2 separate regions of the Macaca mulatta genome follow, and region 2 is linked to region 1. A link is a contact called in public Hi-C data. All regions are on one chromosome and are shown on one strand. The core of a region is the stretch at or near the end of the contact, and the rest is flanking DNA. Distances in the headings are between cores, read along the strand shown.

Region 1 (6,224 bases), core at 2,016-4,515:
TATGCTACACAACAACATAAGGATATTCCCATGTCATCATACTACCAGTATATTTTACTTACTATCTTATCTTTCTCCACTAGAATGGAAGCTCCACGAGAGGAGGAAAATTTTTTTTTTTTTTGAGACGGAGTCTCGCTCTGTCCCCCAGGCTGGAGTGCAGTAGCCGGATCTCAGCTCACTGCAAGCTCCGCCTCCCAGGTTTACGCCATTCTCCTGCCTCAGCCTCCTGAGTAGCTGGGACTACAGGCACCCGCCACTTCGCCCGGCTAGTTTTTTGTATTTTTTAGTAGAGACGGGGTTTCACCAGATTAGGCAGGATGGTCTCGATCTCCTGACCTCGTGATCCACCCGTCTCAGCCTCCCAAAGTGCTAGGATTACAGGCTTGAGCCACCGCGCCCGGCCCCCAAATTCATTTCTTTGCATATGAATATCCAGTTGTCTCAGCACCATTTGTTAAAAAGACTATTCTTTCTCTACTGAATTGTCTTGGCACCCTTGTCAAAAACCAATTGACTATAAATTTGAGAGTTTATTTCTGGACTCTTGGTGCTATTTTATTGATATATATGTTTACCCAGATGTCAGTACTACACTTTTTAATTATTGTAGCTTTGTAGTAAACCAAGAAAGTATGAGTCCTCCAACTTTGTTCTTTGTTTTCAAGATTGTTGGAACAGGATGGTCTCGATCTTCTGACCTTGTGATCCACCCGTCTCGGCCTCCCAAAGTGCTGGGATTACAGGCTTGAGCCACCGCGCCGGCCTGAGGAGGAAAATTTTTTAAACTTCAGTACTATTTCCCCAGGGTCTGGCATGTAACTAGTAGTTAATAAATATTTGTTGACTGAATGAATGCGAAGTCAATTATCTAGAATAGATTGGGAAAAGGAAGTCTTACTGGAGTGGTTCCCCTAGCCTGAGCCTTGATTTAGCAACACTCTTACTCAGCTTGCTTATAGCAATCTATAGGTTTTGGCGAACAATCTCTTCATTTTTATAATGAGAAGAAAATGCGACACAATTGAAAAAGAAGGTAGGGGCGGGATGAAAAGAATTTAAATTGGGTGTCAGAGGCCCTCAGTTCATTTATAAAAGGAAAGGTTTGTCCTTGACTCAATGAATTTCATACATTGTCTTAATGCAGAACTGTTTTCAAAAAAACCCCCAGTAATTAAATAGTTCAAGGCAGAGCTGCTCTGGTTGATTTTGGGGTGGCATGGTGGAGTTGGCAGGGAAGGTCCATCTACTTGGTTCCTTCACCTCTACTACAAAGCTATAGCTTCTGAGAAATTTTGCGAATATAGTTTGAAACACTGGATTGAGGGAATACTGGAGACTCTCCTCTCTCGGAATTCTATTAATGGACTCAGGGGAGGAAGACCAAAGTCTTGGTGAGGGAAGACGTGGGCTCTCTTCTAGTCTCTGCAACTATGGTGGCTCAAGACCATAGTGGTACTCCCTCACTATGCTGAGGGAGTACCAGGAGTCACCTATCCAAAGAGAGAGAAAAAATTGTGGCCTGGGCCAAGGCCAATGACCCTTCTCACAGCTAGACACAGGGACCTAGAAGCCACATTTCTCTGGACTGGATGGAGATTGATGAGGGCTCACTGACTTGTGTGACCTGGTCTTGCCTCTCCCTTTGCTGCCTCCCCATCCCCACCCGCAAAGCTCAGCAATAAAGGCACCTAAGCTCACTTGGCAATTTCTCTGGGGTTCAGAGTTAATAAGAATCTCATACACAATGTAAATACTCAGTCTGGCACCAACCCAGATGGGACAAGGGCGTGACTCACTTGTCACCAACCTCCATCCTGTGCAGCTGGTCCATCTGTTTAGCTGTGCAGAAGCAAGCCCTGCAAGAGGGCTCCAACAAAGTGTTGGGGTCCGCGTGTTTCCTAAACAAAGGAACCAAGACACAAGACAAGACAAACATGGCGGCCGCCTCGAATGGCGCACTCTGCTTTATTTTATACAGTCGTTTGTGGAATGTTGCCAAGTTACAAGACACATTGTTGTTTTTCTGACCTTTCCCAGACTTTCTGGATTTTCAAGATGTTTACACATAAACAAGCCCCCAGGGTCTGCTGTTTGCAGCTGGCTCCTTTGTCCTCCCTGTTTACAGGGAAGGAACGCCCTGCTTCATTTGCAAGAGCAGGACTTAGCAGGAACACCCTGCTTCGTTTGCAAGAGCAGGACTTATTGGCAACGTCTGGTTTGCACATAGTCCCCTACACAAAGCCTAACAGAAAAGGGTTTAATGAAGGGAGTATTTACTAGCGTGTGTTCAGGTTTAAGAAAATCAGTCGGGCGTGGTGGTTTACGTCTGTAATCCCAGCACTTTGGGAGGGCAATGGGAGAGGATGACTTGAGCCCAGGAGTTCGAGACCAGCCTGGGCAACATAGGGAGACCTCATCTTTACTAAATAAGGAGGGAGGGAGGGAGGCAGGGAGGGAGACAACCCTCAAGACTGTAAAACACCCATGGACTACCAACAGCTGGAAGCTTTATCACCACGAGGCCTGAAAGAACAAGGAGAGGGAGCTGTTACCACCTAACAGTTGTTGCTTAGGTAACTAACTGACAATACCACCTCCACCTTACAAGTGATGAAACTAAGGAGAATGATAAGACGAGGAACACAGGATGTGGAATCCCGGGGGAAGAAACTTAGTCAATCTGAAGCATCTAGCGGCTACCAAGGTACTTTAGAGACTTCCCCCGTGGATGGTTAAGCTACCATCCTCACCTTGACCTTCCCTGCCGCCCACCGAAAGTGACCGGAAGAAGAGCTTGACTATGACGACTAGGGACTACAAGTCCCGGCATGCATCTCTCCGCGTCTATCTCAAAACCGTTCAACTTTAGGATAAAAGGGCTTTTGGCAACAATGCGCGTCGGGACCTGTAGTCGCCGCCGTTGGGTCTAGGCGCTTGCCGTAGGGCACTAATTGGCGCGCCCACGGTACCGCCCCCTCGCCTTCGCCTCACGTAGCTTCTCCAGCGCGCATACGCGGCGCGTACCCACGCCCTCCGCCCCCTCCCCGGGCCTACGGCGCAGGCGCGCGCAAGCTCCGCGGGCCCGGTAGGCTGGGGGTGGGGGGAGAAGGAGGGGAAGGGAAGGGGGGTTGGGTGTCTAGTCTGGTGAGTAGACGGCTGTGGGGCACAGAAGCGCGAAGGCCTGGCAGTCGGGCAGGTGAACTCTGCACGGGGTCTAGGGCCCGCGGAAGGGTTCGGAACCGAGTCAGCGCGCCTTGCGAGCAGGATTCGCGCAGCTGAGACCCGGAGGTCCTCAGGGGGCGAAGCCCCGGCCTAGGCCTCGCGGAAATGCCCAGCTGCGGTGCTTGTACTTGCGGCGCAGCTGCCGCCCGGCTCATCACGTCCTCACTCGCCTCCGCGCAGAGAGGTAACGAAATAGTGCCACTCCTGAGCTCTCAGCCAAGGGGGAGGGGGTGGACTGGCTGGTGGGTAGGGGTCCTGGGGAGGGCACGAGGCCTGCTGCACCCGGGGAGTGTGAGGGAATGGGCGGCACTTCGCCCGGCACCCACTGCTTTCCCCGTGGAATGGGGCTCTGCCGACCTCTGGAGCAGCCGTTGCTCAAATTGGAAGTAAACTCCTTCCCACGCGTCTTCTTGCGCGCTTTCAGGCCCGCTGACTTTGGGGCCGGAATGCGGCCACTTCGTAGAAACCCTGAAAGAGGCACAAAATGTTCCTCTTATTAAAAAATGCCTCCAGATCCCACTCAGCCCTGCCGGGGACCGCCGCCTGCCCCGGCCGCGGCTCTTCTTCCGCAGCCTGGCCGGGATCCCTCTCGGGCCCGTTGGGGGCTCCAGGAGGGGCTGTCCCTGCTAGGGTCCCCTAGGACTCAGGGCACCCAGCTGACCGTCCCGGACGCAAGCCGCGCGATACCAGAGATGTTACTATCACTGTGCGGCCCAGACACTGGGACATAAACAAGGTTCACAATATTTCCCGGCGTCAGGCAAGCCCCGGGGCACGCAGGACAGCGGCGGGGGAGATGGGGAGAGGTCCCGCAGGAGTTGGTTCGGAAGTCCTTGGGTGTTTCAGCAGTCCTTTGCTGGCTTTCCCAACTTGACCGGGAGGTTGTTTCCTAAGAGTGGCGCATGTTGTTTACCTTTCCTTTCTGTTTATCTGAAGCTGTGAAAGAATGGCGCCCCAGCCAAGAGAGTCTGGAAAATAAACTTTTTTTCTCTTCCTCAAATCTATGGATGTCAGATCACGAGGCTAGATCCTGTTATAATCACTGACTTCTAGACAAATTCTTTTTATTTGGACTTACCGGTTCATGACCCTTGGATGGATTTTTAAAAAGGTCCCTTTTATCTAACTTTTAAACCAATTATAAAATCCCTATTGTTTACTAAATGTATCTTCTAGTTTCTTTACTACACAAGGAGGGATTGAATGAGGTAATGTGGGCAGAAGCATTTTGTAAAATGATACATAAATGTAAGAGAGTGAATTTAATCCTAAATCATTGTTAAGCCTCAACCAGTAGATGTCCCAATTCCAGGAATTCGATTTGCAAACACTTTAAAGTGTTTTTTTAATCCATTTATGTGACATACATTAATATTTGTCGAGGGCCCACTATGTGCCAGGTCTTTTAGTGCTGGAGGTAAGAGTGGAGAATAAGTCCTCACCCTCATGTTTAAATCTAGTGGAGTAGACAATAATACAGTTTACAGTGGTTGGATGAAGTATGTGTGTGTTCTCTTTGGGCAGGGACGGCTTCTTTGAAAGTGTTCTTGATCTGTTCTAGCCAAGAGTCCGTGAACACTTTTGAATCATAGGAGATAAGCAGTTATTTTTTTTTATTTTCAAAACGACTGGTTTCTTTCTTTTCTTCTTTTCTTTTCCTTCCCTCCTTCCTGTCTTTCTTTCCTTTCTTTTCGTCTTCTTTTTTTTTTTTTTTTTGAGACAGAGTCTCGCTCTGTCGCCCAGGCTGGAGTGCAGTGGCGCAATCTTGGCTCACTGCAAGCTCCACCTCCCGGGTTCACGCCATTCTCCTGCCTCAGCCTCCCGAGTAGCTGGGACTACAGGCGCCGGCCACCACGTCCGGCTAATTTTTTGTATTTTTAGTAGAGACGGGGTTTCACCGTGTTAGCCAGGATGGTCTCGATCTCCTGACCTTGTGATCTGCCCGCCTCTGCCTCCCAAAGTGCTGGGATTACAGGCGTGAGCCACCGCCCCTGGCCTCTGTCTGTCTTGATGGAATCTGCTCTGTTACCCAGGCTGGAGTGCAGTAGCGTGATCTGGGCTCACTACAACCCTCGCCTCCTGGGTTCAAGTGGTTCTCCTGCCTCAGCCTCCCGAGTAAGCTGGGATTACAGGCGTGCACTACCACGCCCAACTAATTTTTATATTTTTAGTAGAGACGGGGTTTTGCCATGTTTGTCAGGCTGATCTCCAACTCCTGGACCGCAGGTGATCCACCTGCCTCGGCCTCCCAAAGTGCTGGGATTACAGGCGTGAGCCACTGCACCTGGACTAGTATTTCTTTTTAAAAACAGTTGTTCTGAAATTTAGAAAGCTTTGTCTGTATGATAAAGTTCTGTAAACAGTGAAACTTAAATTGTGTTTTCTGGTTGCTGCCAGGTAATCTGGTGAAATATACTTTACAGAAATACTTCTCTTTTTTGGCTTTCAGAGCTTCTTCACCTGAGGTTTACAGGCCCCCAAAGGGTCTTTGCATAGAATTCAGAGGTTCTGTGAACTTTATTTTCACTAAGCTCTAGCTGAAACATAAGATTTCCTTGGCCTATTAATGTTCACAACACATCCACAGTAGTCTTAGAAGTGTCTGTGGATTTGTCATCAATCAAAATCAGAAATATTTTCATATCACATTATAGTTGTTGATATTTCAGAATATTGTTCATACTTTTTGCTACTTTGAAATCATAGTAATTATTTTAAAAACTGTTAGATCTTATTTAATTTTGCTTGTTAATAAAGAGGAATATTTTTTAAATTTTTTTGATAACTACTTCTTTATAATTTGTTTTCTTTGTTATGTATTTTTTTTATACATTTAAAAATATTCTGAGAAGAGATCTATTCGGAGGCTTCACCAGACTGCTCAAGGGGTTCATGTCACAAAAAGTGTTGGAAACCCCAATTAGTTTGCTACAGAGCTTTATCATTTTTATGAGAATTTTATGATTGGTCAATGGTCATTTTGATTGCATCTGTCACTC
Region 2 (6,224 bases), core at 2,320-4,819, 120 kb before region 1:
GACAGTCTCTGTCATAAATCCTGTGAAGTCATGCACAACATCTGGACACAATTTTTCTCCAGTAGGAATTTATTGTTTCAGGTTTGATGGCCTTCACAAGTTTTTCTACAACATCTTCAATGGTGTAATCCTTCCAGACGTTCATGATGTTCTCTTGGTTGAGGTCCTCTTCCATAGTGTTGACAATCCCTTCCATAGAGTACGGGGTGTAATAAGCATTAAAGGGTCCTTATGACCCCTTGATCTAGAGGATGAATTACAGACATCGTATTTAGGGGCAAGTAGACCACTTGCACCTTCGGTGTTGAACTCAAGGGGTTCCAGGTGGCCAAGATCATTGTCCAATATCAAAAGAACTTGAAAAGGAAGCTCCTGCTGGCCGGGCATGGTGGCTCACACCTATAATCCCAGCACTTTGGGAGGTTGAGGCAGGTGGATCACTTGAGGTTGGGAGTTTGAGACCAGCCTGGCCAACATAGTGAAACCCTGTCTCTACTAAAAATTCAAAAATTAGCCAAGCATGGTGGCACACGCCTGTAATCCCAGCTACTCGGGAGGCTGAGGCAGGAGAATTGCTTGAACCCGGGAGGTGGAGGTTGCAGTGAGCCAAGATCAAGATCACGCCACTGCACTCCAGCCTGAGTGACAGAGCAAGATTCCGTCTAAATAAAGAATGAATGAATGAATGAATGAATAAATAAATAAATAAATAAATAAATGGCAGCTCCTTACCTGCAAGATATAATACTTCCTGACTTCAAGGACAAAGCAGTCAACCAATCCAGAAAAAGCATTCTTGTTGTTCAGGCCTTCTTGTTGTACAAAGAGTGGCAGCTTTTGTTTATCTTTTCTCTTCAAAGCTTGGGGGTTAGCAGCTTTACAGATAAGGGAAGTTCTGATAATAAACCTGACCAAATTTGCACAAAACAATAGTTAGACTATCCCTTTCTGCCTTAAATCTTGGTGCTTGATTTTCTTCCTTACTAATAAACGTCTTTTGTGGCATATTCTTCCAGAATAGGGCACGTTCATCTGCATTAAAAACCTGTTCAGGTGGATATCTTTGTTGTCAGTAATTTTTTTTTTTTTCTTTTGGAGACAAAGTCTCGCTCTCTTACCCAGGCTAGAGTACAGTGGCATGATCTCTGCTCACTGCAACCTCCGCCTCCCGGGTTCAAGCGATTCTTGGGCTTTAGCCTCCTGAGTAGCTGGGGCTACAGGCACGTGCCACTGTGCCTGGCTAATTTTTGCATCATTATTACAGACAGGGTTTAACCATATTGGCCAGGCTGGTCTCGAACTCCTGACCTCAGGTGATCCACCCGCTTCGGCCTCCCAAAGTGCTGGGATTACAGGTGTGAGCCACATGCCCGGTCCCCACTTTCAATAATGAATAAGAAGATCAACAAGAAAATCTAAGATTTGAAAACAATATAAATCAACTAGACCTAACAGACATCCATAGAGCACGTGACCTAACAACAGCAGAATATATATTCACATGAAACATTCTCCAGGATAGGCCTTATGCTAGGAGACAGACAAACCTCAATGAATTTCAAAGGACAGTAGTAAACAAAATGTGTTCTCTAAGCCAGGTGTGGTGGTGTGAGCCTGTAGTCCGAGGTGCTCAGGAGGCTGAGCCAGGAGGATCACTTGAGGTCAGATGTTCTAGGCTGCAATGTGCTATGATCATGCTTGTGAATAGCCACTGTGCTCTAGCCGAGGTAACATAGCGAGGCCCAGTCTCTTAAAAAACAAAAAACAAGTATGTTAGTGATTCCTTAGGAGTGGGCGACATGGTGGTGTGGGTAGAGCAGTGATAGCCTAAGTGTAGAGAGTTTCTTTTTGAGGTGATAAAAATGTTCTAAAATTGATCATGGTGACAGTTGCATATATCTGTGAATGTACTAAAAACTATTAAATTGTACACTTTAAATGGGTGAATTGTATGGTCTGTGGATTATATCAAATGTATATAAGCAGAGCTGAAACCCCTCCACAAGAAATGTGGTTCTGAGATCACCTTAGCAAATTCTGATAAAATCTAGGAGAATGAAGTAAACATAAAAACATTCAACGTCACTATCAATTAAGTAAATGCAAATTAAAACTATAATGAAATTCAACTTTGTGTCTATGGAATTGACAAGACTTAAAAAGAATTCTAATATTCTGCATGAGGTAAGGCATGAGAATGCTGGCCATCAGAGGCCCTTCCACACCACCCTGTGATGTGAATATTATCATTATGATTCTCATACCATATGTGAGAAATAGCTTCAGATAAGCATATTTTATATATCCACCCAACAAACAATTCTTGAGGCCAAGGAGGTATCAGAGGGTGGCTTTTGTCTAAGGGCTGCAATGAAGAAGAGGTGGAATGAGAGATGGTTCCCTGGTCTCCTGCCCCACTCCAAGCTCTCCCTTCCTGGGGTCTGAGCTTCAGAAGCCACCTTAGAGTTCCTGGGTCCCATGAGAACCCCCAGGGCTTTTGAAGCATTAGGGGCCTTGTGGTTCTAGGCCTCAGAGCAAACAGAGATTTGATGTGGGCTCCTGGGAGCAGACCCCAACCTTTATGGGGCAAAAAAAAGATGGGAAGTTCTGTGGTGTCTGGGGGACCAGTCTTCGCCCTACCTCCCGAAGTCATATATGCAATCCAATGGCATGGGACAACCTCTCCTCTGAGCCCAGGGCCCAGCACAGCCTGGATGCAGAAGGAGAAGTTTCTTCCTCAGAAGATCCTGCAGGGTAGGAGCGTGTGCACTGTGTTGGTCTAAGCACAATGGTCTGTGTTTAGATTTGCACGTGACCATGAGGTCACACTTCGGGGTTTTCTTCTAATGAAGGTTCTGAGTAGGGAGTTAAGTCAATGCCCCTCTGCTCTTCCCCAAGCTCCCTGTCAGAGAGGCCTCCCAAGGAAGATCTTGGGGCATTTGAGGCCAGAGACTTAAGCAATTCAGAGAATTCTGGAGGCTGAAAAGCAGAAGAAGTCTTTTGTTTTTCCAAAGACCTCGGTGCGAATCCCAGATTCACCCATCTGACTGTGGGATCTTGGGCAAGCATTGCAGCACTCTAAGCCTCAGTTTCCCTGGGTGTTAAATGGCTCCTTTTGTGCAGTTTTTGAGGGAAACGATTCAAGAGAGAGACAACAGGTAGCATTAATTCCCCAAGGAAGAGAAGTAGGCTCAACCCGCCGAGCTGGGACAAAGACAAGTACAGGGGCGGGTCGACAGGGTGCCCAAATCAGTTTCTACCAGGCGCTGCTGTGAGGATGGGTGGCAGGGGCGTGGGCGACGTCGCCCGGCACACACTGGCGGCGACACCTCTCGCAGCTGCGGCTGATTGGGGTCTGGGCGGTGCGGGCACAACCCATACGGAGGAGCTGGCTGGCGCGGGAAGGGGCGGGCCCTCGGCTGGGCCGGGCGGAGCGCTAAGCAGCGTGGGAGCGCGGCGGCGGGAGGGGAGGTAGGCCGGGCAAGGCAAACTGACGTGCGCTGCAGGCGGAAGACAGGTGGCGCCGAGGGCAGCCGGGCGAGAGGCGGGGCTTCGGCCGCGCGGCTGGAGGCGGGGCAGGAAAGCGCGCGCGGCGCAGCAGCCTCGCCCGTCGCGGAGAGTGGGCTCTGCCCGCCGTCTCTCGGGGGCTGCTTCCCGCCCCAGGCCTCCGCGGAGGACACGTGTCAGTACGTTCCCGCGGTTGTCATTCCATTGTCATAGCCCCTCCCCCAGGCCGGGAACCCCTCCCAGCCACCAACCCCGGCCCCATTATCCCTGGGCCCAACCTCCCCGCGGACCCGCGGTCCAGGCCTCGGTCTCTCTCCTCGGCAGCGAGCCGCGGCCCAGACCCCGGCAGAGGACCCTCGTCGGCACGTTCTGAACCCGTGTCATCTCAGCCCCCTGCCTAGCTCCACCCCAGGCTTGGGAACCCGGCCCCTGACGGCCCATTGTCAGCGGGCCCAGCCCCCGCGCTGAACGCACGCTCGCCCTTGCCCCCAACCAGCGCGTCTCCCCCGGCAACGCGCAGTGACCTGGGATGCAGCCCTCAGGCTGGGCCGCCGCCAGGGAGGCGGCGGGCCGCGACTTGCTGGCTGCCGACCTCCGGTGCAGCCTCTTCGCCTCGGCCCTGCAGAGCTACAAGCGCGACTCGGTGCTGCGGCCCTTCCCCGCGTCCTACGCCCGCGGCGACTGTAAGGACTTTGAAGCCCTGGTGAGTGTGCTTTGTCCTGGCGCTGCCCATTGCGTCCTGGACCAAGTGCCCTGTGGAACCAGAGGTAGAGGCAGTTCCATCCGCGTTAGTAAACATGACAGCCCCCAGACTTTTCATTCCCAGCTTGGCATGGCCTTGCCTTGGGGAAGGTTTCCATTAGCTAAGAACACTCCTGACACCCTCATGTCAACTCTCACTCCCAAGGCACTTGGTGGCTGCTTCTCTCCTGTCAATGACAAGTGACTCCGGGGACTGAAGTGAGGAATCAGGAATCGTTGCATAGTCCTCCACAGATTTTCTAGCCTGGCCAGAAATAGGGTTGATGTGAATCAGCTGTTTTGCTTAGCTAGAAAGTTATCCATCCTTTTGCAAATAGACACCAAAAAGTCACCAAAGCCACCCAGAACTTGGTCTTCCGATGAGGTGATCTATGGGCAGTGCTTTTATAAACTGTAACATCCAGTGCGTATGTCAGCTGTTATTTCTCTGATTCACCAGGCACTTTTTTTTTTTTTGCAGAGTTCACCTCTGGGTCAGCATTCAAGATATCAGTTGTCCTTATCCAAATGTTTCCAATTGCCTAGAAAAATATAACTTACCAAAATCGATTCAGTAAAAAGCAGAATATTGAAATAGCCAATAGCTGATATTCATTAAAGACACCGAACTCCATGTATCTTTGGGAACTGTCAAGTGTGGCAGTCTCCCTTCTTAGCCATGGAAGAGCATATTCTTGTTCATCAGCAAAGCTGTCACCATTTAATTGGTATCAGATTCTGACTTGCACAAGTAACATTCTTCACTGTTAAAAACTTGGAGGGGCTGGGCTTGGTGAATCATGTCTGTAATCCTAGCACTTTGGGAGGCCAAGGCGGGGGCGGATCACCTGAGGTCGGGAGTTTGAGACCAGCCTCACCAACATGGAGAAACCCCGTCTCTATTAAAATACAAAAATTAGCTGGGCATGGTGGCACATGCCTGTAATCCCAGCTACTCTGGAGGCTGAAACAGGAGAATCGCTTGAACCCGGGAGGTGGACATTGCGGTGAGCCAAGATTGAGCCATTGCAATCCAGCCTGGGCAACAAGAATGAAACTCCATTAAAAAAAAAAAAAAAAAAGCAAAACAAAACAAAACAAAAAACCTGGAGGGTGCCAGGTTATTGGGCGAACTTTTCTAAACTATTGTAGAAAAAGAAGAAAAAGGCTGGGTGGCTCACGCCTATAATCCCAGGACTTTGGGAAGGCAAAGCAGGAGGATCGTTTGAGACCAGCCTAGGCAGCATGGTGAAATCCTGTCTCTACAAAAAAATAAATTTAAGAATTAGCTGGGTGTGGTGGTGTGTGCCTGTAGTCCCAGCTACTTGGGAGGCTGAAACGGGAGGATGGCTTGAGTCCAAGAGGTTGAGGCTGCAGTGAGCCATGATCACACCACTGCACTCCAGCCTGGGCAACAGAGCAAGTCTCTCTCCCTCAAACAAAAACAAACAAAACAAAAAACCGTTGAATTAGTAGTCAGAGATTTTCCCTCAAAGAAAACTCTGGACATAACTGGTGTCATTGGTGAGTTCTAGCAATCACTGAGGGGATAAGTAATTCCCGGTGTTACACAGAATATTAAAAAAGAGGCTAGCAAACCTTGACCCTAAATCTAATAAGGTTGATGGAAAAAAAGAAAATTATAGGCTGAGTGTGGTGGCTCACACCTGTAATCCCAGCACTTTGGGAGGTTGAGACGGGTGGAGCACGAGGTCAGGAGTTCAAGACCAGCCTGTCATCTCCCCATTATGGTGGCACGTGCCAGTAATCCCACCTACTTGGGAGACTGAGGCAGGAGAATTGCTTGAACCGGGACTTGGAAGGCAGAGGTAGCAGTGAGCCGAGATTATGCCACTGCACTCCAGCCTGGGCAACACAGCAAGACTCTGTCTTAAAAAAAAAAAAAAAGGAAAGAAAATTATAGGCGGCCGGGCGGGGTGGCTCAAGCCTGTAATCCCAGCATTTTGGGAGGCCGA

What was found. A called contact is a pair of places that touch in the nucleus more often than the background predicts.
Region 2: a contact with region 1 is called in a Hi-C map of fetal cortical plate, with 4 times the contacts expected there. The contact joins the promoter of PARP16 here to the promoter of CLPX in region 1. A contact is called at or near these places in 3 of 14 Hi-C or Micro-C datasets (fetal cortex germinal zone, fetal cortical plate and liver).

The regions. Positions count from the first base shown.
Region 1 is chr7:42,597,264-42,603,487 of T2T-MMU8v2.0, reverse strand. CLPX (caseinolytic mitochondrial matrix peptidase chaperone subunit X) reads left to right here and starts at 3,265. Exons shown (of 14, transcript NM_001260887.1): 1 at 3,265-3,409. The coding sequence starts at 3,331. LOC106999218 (a long non-coding RNA gene) reads right to left here and starts at 2,892. Exons shown (of 3, transcript XR_001445945.3): 1 at 2,754-2,892; 2 at 1,800-1,901; 3 at 630-766.
Region 2 is chr7:42,713,369-42,719,592 of T2T-MMU8v2.0, reverse strand. PARP16 (poly(ADP-ribose) polymerase family member 16) reads left to right here and starts at 3,569. Exons shown (of 4, transcript XM_077939590.1): 1 at 3,569-4,210. The coding sequence starts at 4,037. It overlaps LOC114680001 (small nucleolar RNA SNORA24), which reads left to right and starts at 4,878; the gene lies at 4,878-5,008. It overlaps LOC144329929 (a long non-coding RNA gene), which reads right to left and starts at 1,553. Exons shown (of 5, transcript XR_013395677.1): 1 at 1-1,553.